2 separate regions of the Hordeum vulgare genome follow, and region 1 is linked to region 2. Evidence: chromatin contacts called from public Hi-C data. All regions are on one chromosome and are shown on one strand. The core of a region is the stretch at or near the end of the contact, and the rest is flanking DNA. Distances in the headings are between cores, read along the strand shown.

Region 1 (5,061 bases), core at 2,057-4,556, 280 kb before region 2:
CGGTCCAATGATGTTATGTTGTGTGCCATCCCTAGTCTGGGTGTAGGACTGCTGCTGGTGGTAGTTGCCGTACTAGGTGGGATCCAAGTCTTTCATTTGCCTGTCCTCATAGCCCCTCCTCCTCCATCACCTCTATCATAGATGATGTCGAGCATCTCCTTATCCGTATCGTATGCTCGCTCCCCTGCTCTAGGCATTGCAACAGACAACATGCGGGCACCCATCTGTCCCACGAGCACCGTTCGCACCTATACAAGTTGCAACGAAGAATACTCGTAGAAGAGCGGTGCCACCCTATGGCACCTAGACAGGGTTCGACGATGCCACCTAGACAGGGTTCGACGATGTAAGGCACCCTATGGCAGGGGTTTCAAGCTGCTTGGCGGTGTAGTAGTACGAAGGCTTATAAGGCTCTATCCACAACACCATTTGTACTTTGGGCGCGCTCGTCTAGCAACATCCTCCACAACTGCACCGACCGCCACGACCTCCGCCCCATCGCCATCACCAGTCCCACCGACGACCAACCGCTTCTTGAGCTTTTCCTCCTTTGCGACCTTCGCTTTGACGTAGCGAGTTTGCCGCGTCGTCGATATGATCTTCCGAGCGAGAGTGATGCTTGGATCCTTCGACACCTCCGTTGGCTCCATCTCTGACGGTTCCATGTATCGACGATGGAAGGAAGGAGAGGGTGGGATAAAATAGCGGGAATTGGACGGAGAGTGGCGGGGAATGGAAGAAGAGAGTGGGGGATTTTGGCATGAAAACAATGTGTAATGCTACAAAAGCGGCGGGGGGGGGACCTTCCTTTGGGTGGGCCAGGGACAGAAGGTGACGTTTCGCGTGTCCATACTCCCGTAAAGTCCCCCATGTTTGTCTCCAGTTTGCGAGAGAAAACACGTCTGCACCACACCGCAGACCGATACATGACCACATTGGATGGGTTCCGCAGTCCGGATAGCGCAATCCGGTGGTTGCGGGATGTTTGTGGATCGGCGTTGGAGATGCTCTTAATGGCAAAATATAATTTTTCCTCCCATCTAAGCAATCTATTTTTATCTTCCTTAAGGGATTTGTGCATGACTTGGCCACAACCCCAGCACTACACTAAACCCCCAGCACTACACTAAACTCTGTCAGTGATGGTGTGCAATAAAACACTTTCAAAACTAGGTGTAGAGGTTGCTTGTGTCTTTCTATTCTTTTTTTGGCACAAAGGACCCAAATATATGATATACTAAAAAGGTTTGTAAAAAGTAAAAAGTATTCTAAACATAATAAAAATTAGATCGAGGATCATGCATGACAAAACGACTATTGCCGCTGCCAGAATGAGCCACCGACAAGTCAGTGTCGCCGGTCCTCTATCGAAGTCGGCTTGACCTAATCGTTGAAGCCCATGAAGTTTTCATGCACGTGCCCCTAAGGACCAGCGCCCTAGAGCCCTTATCGTCGGCATTGAACCTTTGAATTGATCTGAAGTGCCTAACATCAAATCTCGCGGGCACACACGCACAACGAGAAACCCTAACCTCACCGCCCCAAAAAGACGACATGAATCTACGTTGTAGCTCCGTCAAATCCATCTCAAAGGACGAAGTCGAGGAGGATCAAAGCCCAGAAGACCAACTCGAAGATGAAGCGCCGCCATCCGCCGAAACGCCGCCCCGATGAGAAAACCCTATAACATAAATTATTAGCCGAAACCGAGGCATCGGGATCCTCATTCATGCCACCCGCTTCCTAAGCGGGAACGGAGAGGGAAGGTGGATCCATGGACTCATCGGCGAAGTTTGGAGGGGATGAGTGCCCTAGTGTCCGGAGACGGGGGAAACATAAACCCTAACTTTGGGGCATAGAGCACGTGGCCTACTCGCATATTTATTTAGGGGTGCCACAATGGCGAGATGACTAGTGATACGCCATTAATAGGTCAGGCACATGAATATCCCAGGGTCAAGTTGTAAATTTTATATTTCTGGGCTCTCTTGTATACATGTTTAACACACCTAGCTAGCCTTGTGTTTGTCTCTTGGAGTCACCACCATTTGCTTGCTATAATTTACTCCGACGGTCCTCACTTAGTTGACGTTCAAACAGATGTATCTACGCATGTTTTAGTGCTGGATACATTCATTTCGAGCGACAACTAATTTCGGACGTTGATTCCGCACACACTTGAATCGTTTTTCTCTCGTTGAGGCGAAGACCCAGGCGACTCTCGACTAGGGTTTCCTCAACCTCTCGCCGACACTGCTGCTGGTCTGCTTCGTCTCCTATGGTCCTAGGACCATGGAGGCACGACAGATCCCGGTCCTCTTAGGCGAGAAAGCTTCGTTTTTAGGTGTTTTTTATCTATTCAGGTTTTGTGCCATGCTCAGGGAGACGAGGCGTCGACGACCTTCTGAAGATGAAATAAGGTTCCTCCCGTCCAACCCTCGTCTTGGTGGTGCTTGTAGCGTCGTTGGAGGGTGTGTGGAGGTGTCTCGGACAGATCTCATATGATTCGACCAGCGTGTGTCTTTGGTGGATCCGTTCGGATTCGGTCTTTTTGCGCCCTTGTGTATGCAATTTGGATCATTTTAATCTACAGTTTTCTTTTATCGATGAGATTGTTATCCTGATGCGATGGTCCTACCAAATCTTAGCACAACGACTTCATAATTGTCTACTGTAATAAGTTCTGTTGTATCTCGTCTTGCGGTTTTGCACGAAATAACGAAGAAAAGCAACGCTCGACTTTTTTTGGTTGTAAGATAGCACGAGCCACATATGAGCAGCAATATGCACATATGTACTTACATACTTTCTTCGTCTGAAAATACTTATCATCGTAATGGATCTATCTACATGTATTTTAATTTTAGATATATCATTGTCTTATATTTATGCGACAAATAATTTTAGACGGAAGAAGTATTTAACGTAAGAAAGCGAACGTTCGAGTGTCCGTGGAGGAACTCACCCGGTGCCTAAATATTTCCTCTGCCAAGAAAAAACGTAAGCAAACTTCCGTGTGCCCACATAAAATACGCGCTTCGGCGTCCAAGGCCCCCACCAACTACCGCGGCCGTACGCACTCACACGTCACGCGCGCATGCCGCCGACGACCCCGCCCGCGGCCCGCCCGCCCGATCCGTCGATCCCGCGACGGACGCATCCCCAGGCGCCACGTGGGAACCCCGCCGCGCAGCAGAGAAGCCCCCGCTCCCGCGGTGGGCCCGGGCCCGGGCCCGGCCGAGACAGCACAATCACAGCCGGCCAACCTCCCCCCTCCCTTCCCCCCTCGCTTCTCCCCCACTACTACTACTTGCCTTCCCCTCCCCGTCTCTCTCCGTCCCTCCCCGTCTCCATTGCTTTCTCCGTTCCCCCGCACCCCCACCTCCCCCACCGCCGCGCCTCGTCCGCGGGCGGCGACGCGACGCGACGCGACGAGAGCAGGCGGCAGGAATGCGGATGTTCTCCAAGGCCTGCTCGCTCGTCGTCTCCTCCCTCCCGCGCTGCTCCTCCTCCGCCCCCGCGGTACGACACCTCCTCCCCCCCTCTCTCTCTTCAGCCTTCGATTCCTGCGGGGCCTCGCGGCGCCCGCTTGGATCTGGGCCGGGGCCCCTCGCCCGCCCGCCGGGGACGCGCTCGATCGCTGCTGCCCGCTGCAACAACCGCCTCGGCGTTAACGGACCAAGGAGGAGGAGCGGGGCCGGTGGGGCTTTTGCGATCCGGCCCCTCGGTTCCCGCGTTGTCGCCGAGGCGGCCCCGCAGCGCCCCTGTTTCCACCTAATTTCCTTCGATTAATTTATGCGGGCGTGTGCTGTATGACAAGCGCGCGGCGGGGGGTTGGTCTCGGCGATCTGGCTGTTCTAGCCGCGCGATCTGGTTCTCTGCTGTGGATTGCGTGTTCTGAAAGATACTGCTGGCTGCTGTTGTTTCTGCAGATTAGGGGGCAGCCGTCGTTGATACCGAGGGTCAGCAGGAAATGGCTCGGGAAGCCGCTCATGTACGGGATCGGCACGCTGCTGGTCATGCCCCTCAGGACGCTGCACGGGGTGGGCCGGATGTTCGGGGCCGCGCGCTACCTCTGCAACATGACCAGCGTCTCCTCGTCGCTGCAAATCGAGCTCGTGAGTGCACTGCAACTCTTGAGGGTTCAGTTCTATCCATACATCCCATTTTAGTCAATTGCTATTGAAACTTAGTGCAAGTGTTGTAGATGTTTGCCTGTAAATGTAAGCGTCTGTTCGCTGCATTGACTTGGGCGCATACATAGCAGTGAAATATAAGTTGGGCTGGTTTAGTTTCTTTAGGAGGCAATCAACAGTCAAAAGTTATTTATTGAGGGGGACTAGCTATAACCATTTCTGATGAGTTTCTCACAACCACATGTTATTGCTTTAACATGACCAGCATTGCTTTTGGAAAGAAACTATGGTCCATTCTCAACAGGAAATGGTTCACGTCTCTGAAAAAAACTTCCTCATATTCTTCTTCCACTCTCACTTATTGCTTTATTCTAGTTCATTTCTCTATCTTGCTGCTCTTTACCCTTTTACCTAACCACCACAATATATCTTCAACACGTTAGACTGCATCTTTGTTGCCAAACCTTATCAAGTGTAAGTGTACTATGGTGGGCCAGATGGTGTCCACTTCTCTTTAGTTGCTCTTCACCCTTCATGTTTGCAGTTTCTTTCAGACAGTGAATCTTTAGATTAAGGTCTGAGCAGCATTACTTGTATTTCTCGAAGATATAACAACTCTTCATACATACAGACTTTTTGTTTCAAGAGGGAATAGCATGATACTATGAGTGTGTGACTTGCACATTTTATTGCTCGCCGGATTGAAGATTGCTTTCATGCTGAACAAAAAAAAAAAAACCTCTGCTGTCTTTCCATCTTATGTATCCTATTTTCTGTGGATGTTTCTTGCTTGCCATTCATACCCTTGAACTTCGCTCTGCTGTTTCTTAACTATGATCTGCATCCTGTGTAGGTACCCTGTCTTCAAGATAACTATGCATACATCTTGCATGATGTGGATACTGGAACAGTTGGGGTTGTAGAC
Region 2 (4,664 bases), core at 1,627-4,126:
CATATGAAACTTTTAAGTCTCAGGAAAGCTAAAACAATTGATGCTTCCCTTGGAAGTTAGAACTAAAGCTGCAGCCCATTAATTGTGATCTCAGCACAACTTGTCTTATTATCCACACTAGATAGAGCAATTCATGCTAAATTTATTTGATGCTAACATAAGGCATGCAAAAGCAAAAAAGTAGGACGTACCAGTACTAGATTTGATAGCAAAAAATAAGAAATACTAGACTAGATAAACATAAGTTGGTAAAAAATAAATACCTGAGGACACCCTCCACACATTCATCAATAAATGTGAAGGATCTAGTCTGCAGACCATCTCCCCACATCTCAAACCGGTCAGTGGAGGTTAGAGCCTTTCTGCAGAAAGCAGCAGGTGCCTTCTCCCTTCCACCTATATAACCAAAACAATTGTCAAACTTCAATAGCTAGCTCACCAACACATTAAGAATAACACCTATATACTACTACGAGATAAAATCTTACCCTTCCATGTCCCATATGGACCATATATATTGTGAAAGCGACCAACCCGGCACTCAATGTCAAAGTCCTTTGTGTAGTGCTTGCACAATTCCTCAGTGGCAAGTTTCTCCAAGCCATAGGCATCTTGAGGCTAAAGATAAGGCATTGCGGAAGTTAGTGCTATTTTATCACAATAATTAAGGTGTTAGTTCGTACTCCCTCCGTTCTAAAATAAGTGTCTCAAGCTTAGTATAATTTTATACTAGAGCTAGTACAAAGTTGAGACACTAATTTTGGGACGGAGGGAGTATTTCATAAAGAAACATATATGAGTGCTACAGTTTTCAAACCTCTGCCGGCCAAGCATCCGCCTCCTTCAAGCTAACTACAGTTTCCAGCTGCTTAAATTCAGGGTAGATGCAAGCACTCGAAGCATAAAAGAACCTGCAGGGAGGAAATTGAAGTTCATTAACATTTGGCTTGAGTCAACTGTTAAGGTTACTGTTTTGCTGTTGCAATATGGTTTCCTTCCTTCCATCTGCATGACTAAACAAAACTGCAACTTTCTGCATTAGGTCAAAATTATTGTAGTTGAACACATATTCTTCTTTCTTGTGATTAGTGCGGGACAATGTTTTGAAGGATCATTTTTCTTCATTGCTTCTAAGCTTACCAAACCATTACATATTAGTTAAATATGATACTGGTTATGTAAATGAATATTGCGAGATAAAAGGTCGGGGCAGATAAGATGTTGTTCAAAGATTTTAACATTTTCTGGTCTTAACGCCAATGTAACAAAGAGTCGCTACATCAACCCATCATATTGCAAAAAGTAACCCAATAAAAACTTGCCCCTATATGGGCCCATTTGAACGCTATCTCAGCAAACATAACCATGATGCATAAATAGGAATTCTACTACTTTTCCCTAATAATGTACTTAATGTGGAACATTCATTTCTCCATATCCATGAACTGAACAAAGATGTTGATAAGCCCCCTTAATTATACAAGAAACGGACATACTGCTGCCTAATCCACAATATATGTGGAGTTTATGCATTTATAGGATTTTCTTTGGACAGACAGACCTAAACCTTTGTCGAAAAAAGACAAACCTAAACAGACAATAACAGTTAGCATCTTATATAGCTTCCCCAGATGAAAAAACAAGAGGTCCATAGAAGCTAGTACTGGATGGATTGTTACCTCTTGACACCATTGATTCTACCAGCCTCAAGCATGTTAAAGCTGATCATAGTGTTGTTGTACATGATGACAGAATGGTTGGACTGGATGAAGCCCATCCCTCCCATATCAGCTGCCAGATTGAAAACATGGTCAACCCCAGTGGTTACCTTGAGGCAGTTGTCCATGACCCTCAGATCAGCAAGGTGAAACTCATGGCAGAACATATCCTCTTCCATGTGTTCGTTCTTCTTCCAGTCAGAGGCGATGATGTAGTGCCCCTCGCCCTTGAGGCGCTTTGCAATGTGGGAGGCTATGAAGCCGCCAGCTCCTGTAATCGAGATCCGCAGCTTCTCGAATGGCCAATACGGCTCCTTCTCCAACTCGGCGTACGTGTACTTCTCGTTGAGCGCCATTCTACAAACACGCAAGTTAAAAGCTGTAAGATGGCAACCAAATAGCATAGGACCGCAACCTCTTACGGCGAACAATAACATCTCTCTTATACCAAGCAACCGATTTCGACAACTAAAGGCGTAGAACTTGTTTGTAAACGTGGTGCAAAATGTACCTAGTAAAATCGTGAGGCATAATCATGTAAGTATATTCAAGATATGTAAAAGTAGCTGAACGGACACATTAGCAAAAACATTTAATCATTGCATAGCGGACGGGTGACACACCACCTGACGACTGACTGATGAAGCCGGGTTCAAATGAGCATCCATCACACAAGGCCACATGATGGCCAGCGGACTGCTCAACAACAGCAATAATGGACGAATGACTAGCTAAGCTGACTGCTTAACCAAAGCAATAATAGACCGCACGAGCAGTTCCCTTTCTTCCAAGAAGGGACAACAAAAAATCCGCCACCGACAAGCGCTTCATCATCCCCGCCACCGACAGCGAGCGCCGGCCACCCAGTGCCCGGCCCCACCAGATCTACCGACCCCGCGCCCATGCTCGCCGCGGCGGCCGCGCCTCCCGCTCGCCGGGGCGGCGGCTCACCGACGCATCGCCATGGATGGCCACGATTGTGCCTCTATGTCTCTCTCCCGCAGGTCAACCCCTCGATCTGAGAATGAAAAAATGGCAGGGGGACGAACCTGTGAGGGAATCGGGGAGCTGCTGGAGGACTGTTTTTTCCGTTTTCTCCCCCAGAATATTCTGGGTACCGGAGAGGAAAGGATGATGAGGGGCATCTGGTCAGGCTGACGAGCTCGGTTACTTATAGCCCCCATATGGGCCGGGCCGGGCCGGGCCGGGCTTTAGATGGATCGGATCGTCACTTGGAGTCAAGCTAAGCTCTTTTGACTTTGAGCAAGATTGTCTCAAAGAGAGAGACTTTGAGCAAGATTTACGATTTACTCAATCATCAAAGTCGCAAACACCCCTCATTCATTCACATAGAAAAATGTTCATCTATATATTTGCCTAATGGGATGAGTAGGGGCCTACGAGCTTGAGCTTTTCTTAAGAAAAGAAAATAGGGGGCAGCACCCTCTCATTCATTCACGTAGAAAAATGTTCATCTATATTTGTATAAGAAAAAACGGATTCAAAAACCATCAATTCATGTTTCTAAGAAATTGGTTTATTACAATAGAAAAGGCGGAGAGGAAGCTCTCCTTTTTTTTGCGAGGAGAGGAAGCTCTCCTTACCAAAAAAAATCCACACATGTCACCCCAACGACCTATGTTGCTTCGGTGACGAGCAATCGATATGTTTAGCATGCAATAAATGGTATACCAAATATCAATAACAGCGATAATCATATAATTACCATGTAATTAATATCTTCCTAATATTATGGTGCAATTAACATTCTACCAAATATTTCACACACAAATTATTTTTACCAAATATTAGCATGCAATTGATATTCTGTCAAATATTCCTCAAAAACTATATTCTGCCAAATATAAGCATGCAATCAGTATCCTACCAAATATTCCTCAAACTATATTCTACCAAATATTAGCGTGCAATTAATGTTCTACCAAATACTCCTCAAAAACTATATTCTACCAAATATTAGTGTGCAGTTAATATTCTATTGAGTACTCCATAAAAAATAATTTCTACCAAATACTAACGTGCATTGCACATATACATTTACTGGTTACAAATAATGGTCCTGATTTCATCATATGGTTCATTAGACCAACTAGATGATAATCCTCGCATTAACGTGGTAATCCTGTTAAATGAAATACATAATTAGGCGTGAGAATTCTAAGAGGTAAGTTTTAAAATGGTAAAGACTTCATGTCGGCTACAAAAAGAAGAGGATCGTCCCATACTTGTTGTACCATACTAACAAGGAAGCTCATCGGTCGATTCTAAATAAGAGAGTTGGTGATGGTGAATCAATCAGAATATGGGAGGACATGTCGATCCCTACCAACTATTCCTACAAGATCATAGTAAAACCTCCTAACTCTAATGTTAATAACGTCGATCAGATTCTTGATGCCACCAACAAATATATGGGATGAGGAGATTGTCAGAGCTAATTTGCTAGGTATTGATGTTGAAGCTATCCTACATACACTAGGCATTTTTGGTGACATCGGCATATAAGTTGCTTATTAAGAAACAATGGAGAATGGTTCTCACTTCAAGCTCGAGTAATGGGTATAGTATGGCATGGAAAATCTTATGGCGGATGGAGGTTTGACCCAAAATGAGGTGTTTCTGGTGGAGGGTTATCCACAACTTTGTTACATGTCATGCAGTGCTGCTTCGGGATTGACGCATTGAGAAAATCTCGTTCTACGAGGATTGTTGGGTTGAGGAGAGTACATATCATGCCTTATTCACATGCCCATGGGCTCGCATGTTCCGGGAACAGATGGTGACATGACCTGGGATTAAACTTCCCAAGCTTCATCCAGACTTGTGGACACTTGATATGATACAGGGAGGTAAGGTGGACTAAAGCTTGACGTGTATGATTTTATGTAGTGTGTGACCAGTTTGGTTTGAATGGAATGCAAGGAG

What was found. A called contact is a pair of places that touch in the nucleus more often than the background predicts.
Region 1: a Hi-C map of seedling shows a contact between it and region 2, with 3 times the contacts expected there. The contact joins the promoter of LOC123399943 here to the promoter of LOC123399930 in region 2. A contact is called at or near these places in 3 of 6 Hi-C or Micro-C datasets (leaf and seedling).

What each region holds. Positions count from the first base shown.
Region 1 is chr5H:492,899,694-492,904,754 of MorexV3_pseudomolecules_assembly, reverse strand. It overlaps LOC123399943 (probable hydroxyacylglutathione hydrolase 2, chloroplastic), which reads left to right and starts at 3,306. Exons shown (of 8, transcript XM_045094333.1): 1 at 3,306-3,522; 2 at 3,933-4,118; 3 at 4,990-5,061. The coding sequence starts at 3,451.
Region 2 is chr5H:492,619,966-492,624,629 of MorexV3_pseudomolecules_assembly, reverse strand. It overlaps LOC123399930 (GDP-mannose 3,5-epimerase 2), which reads right to left and starts at 2,876. Exons shown (of 7, transcript XM_045094320.1): 1 at 2,768-2,876; 2 at 1,680-2,075; 3 at 818-911; 4 at 489-618; 5 at 264-396. The coding sequence starts at 2,074.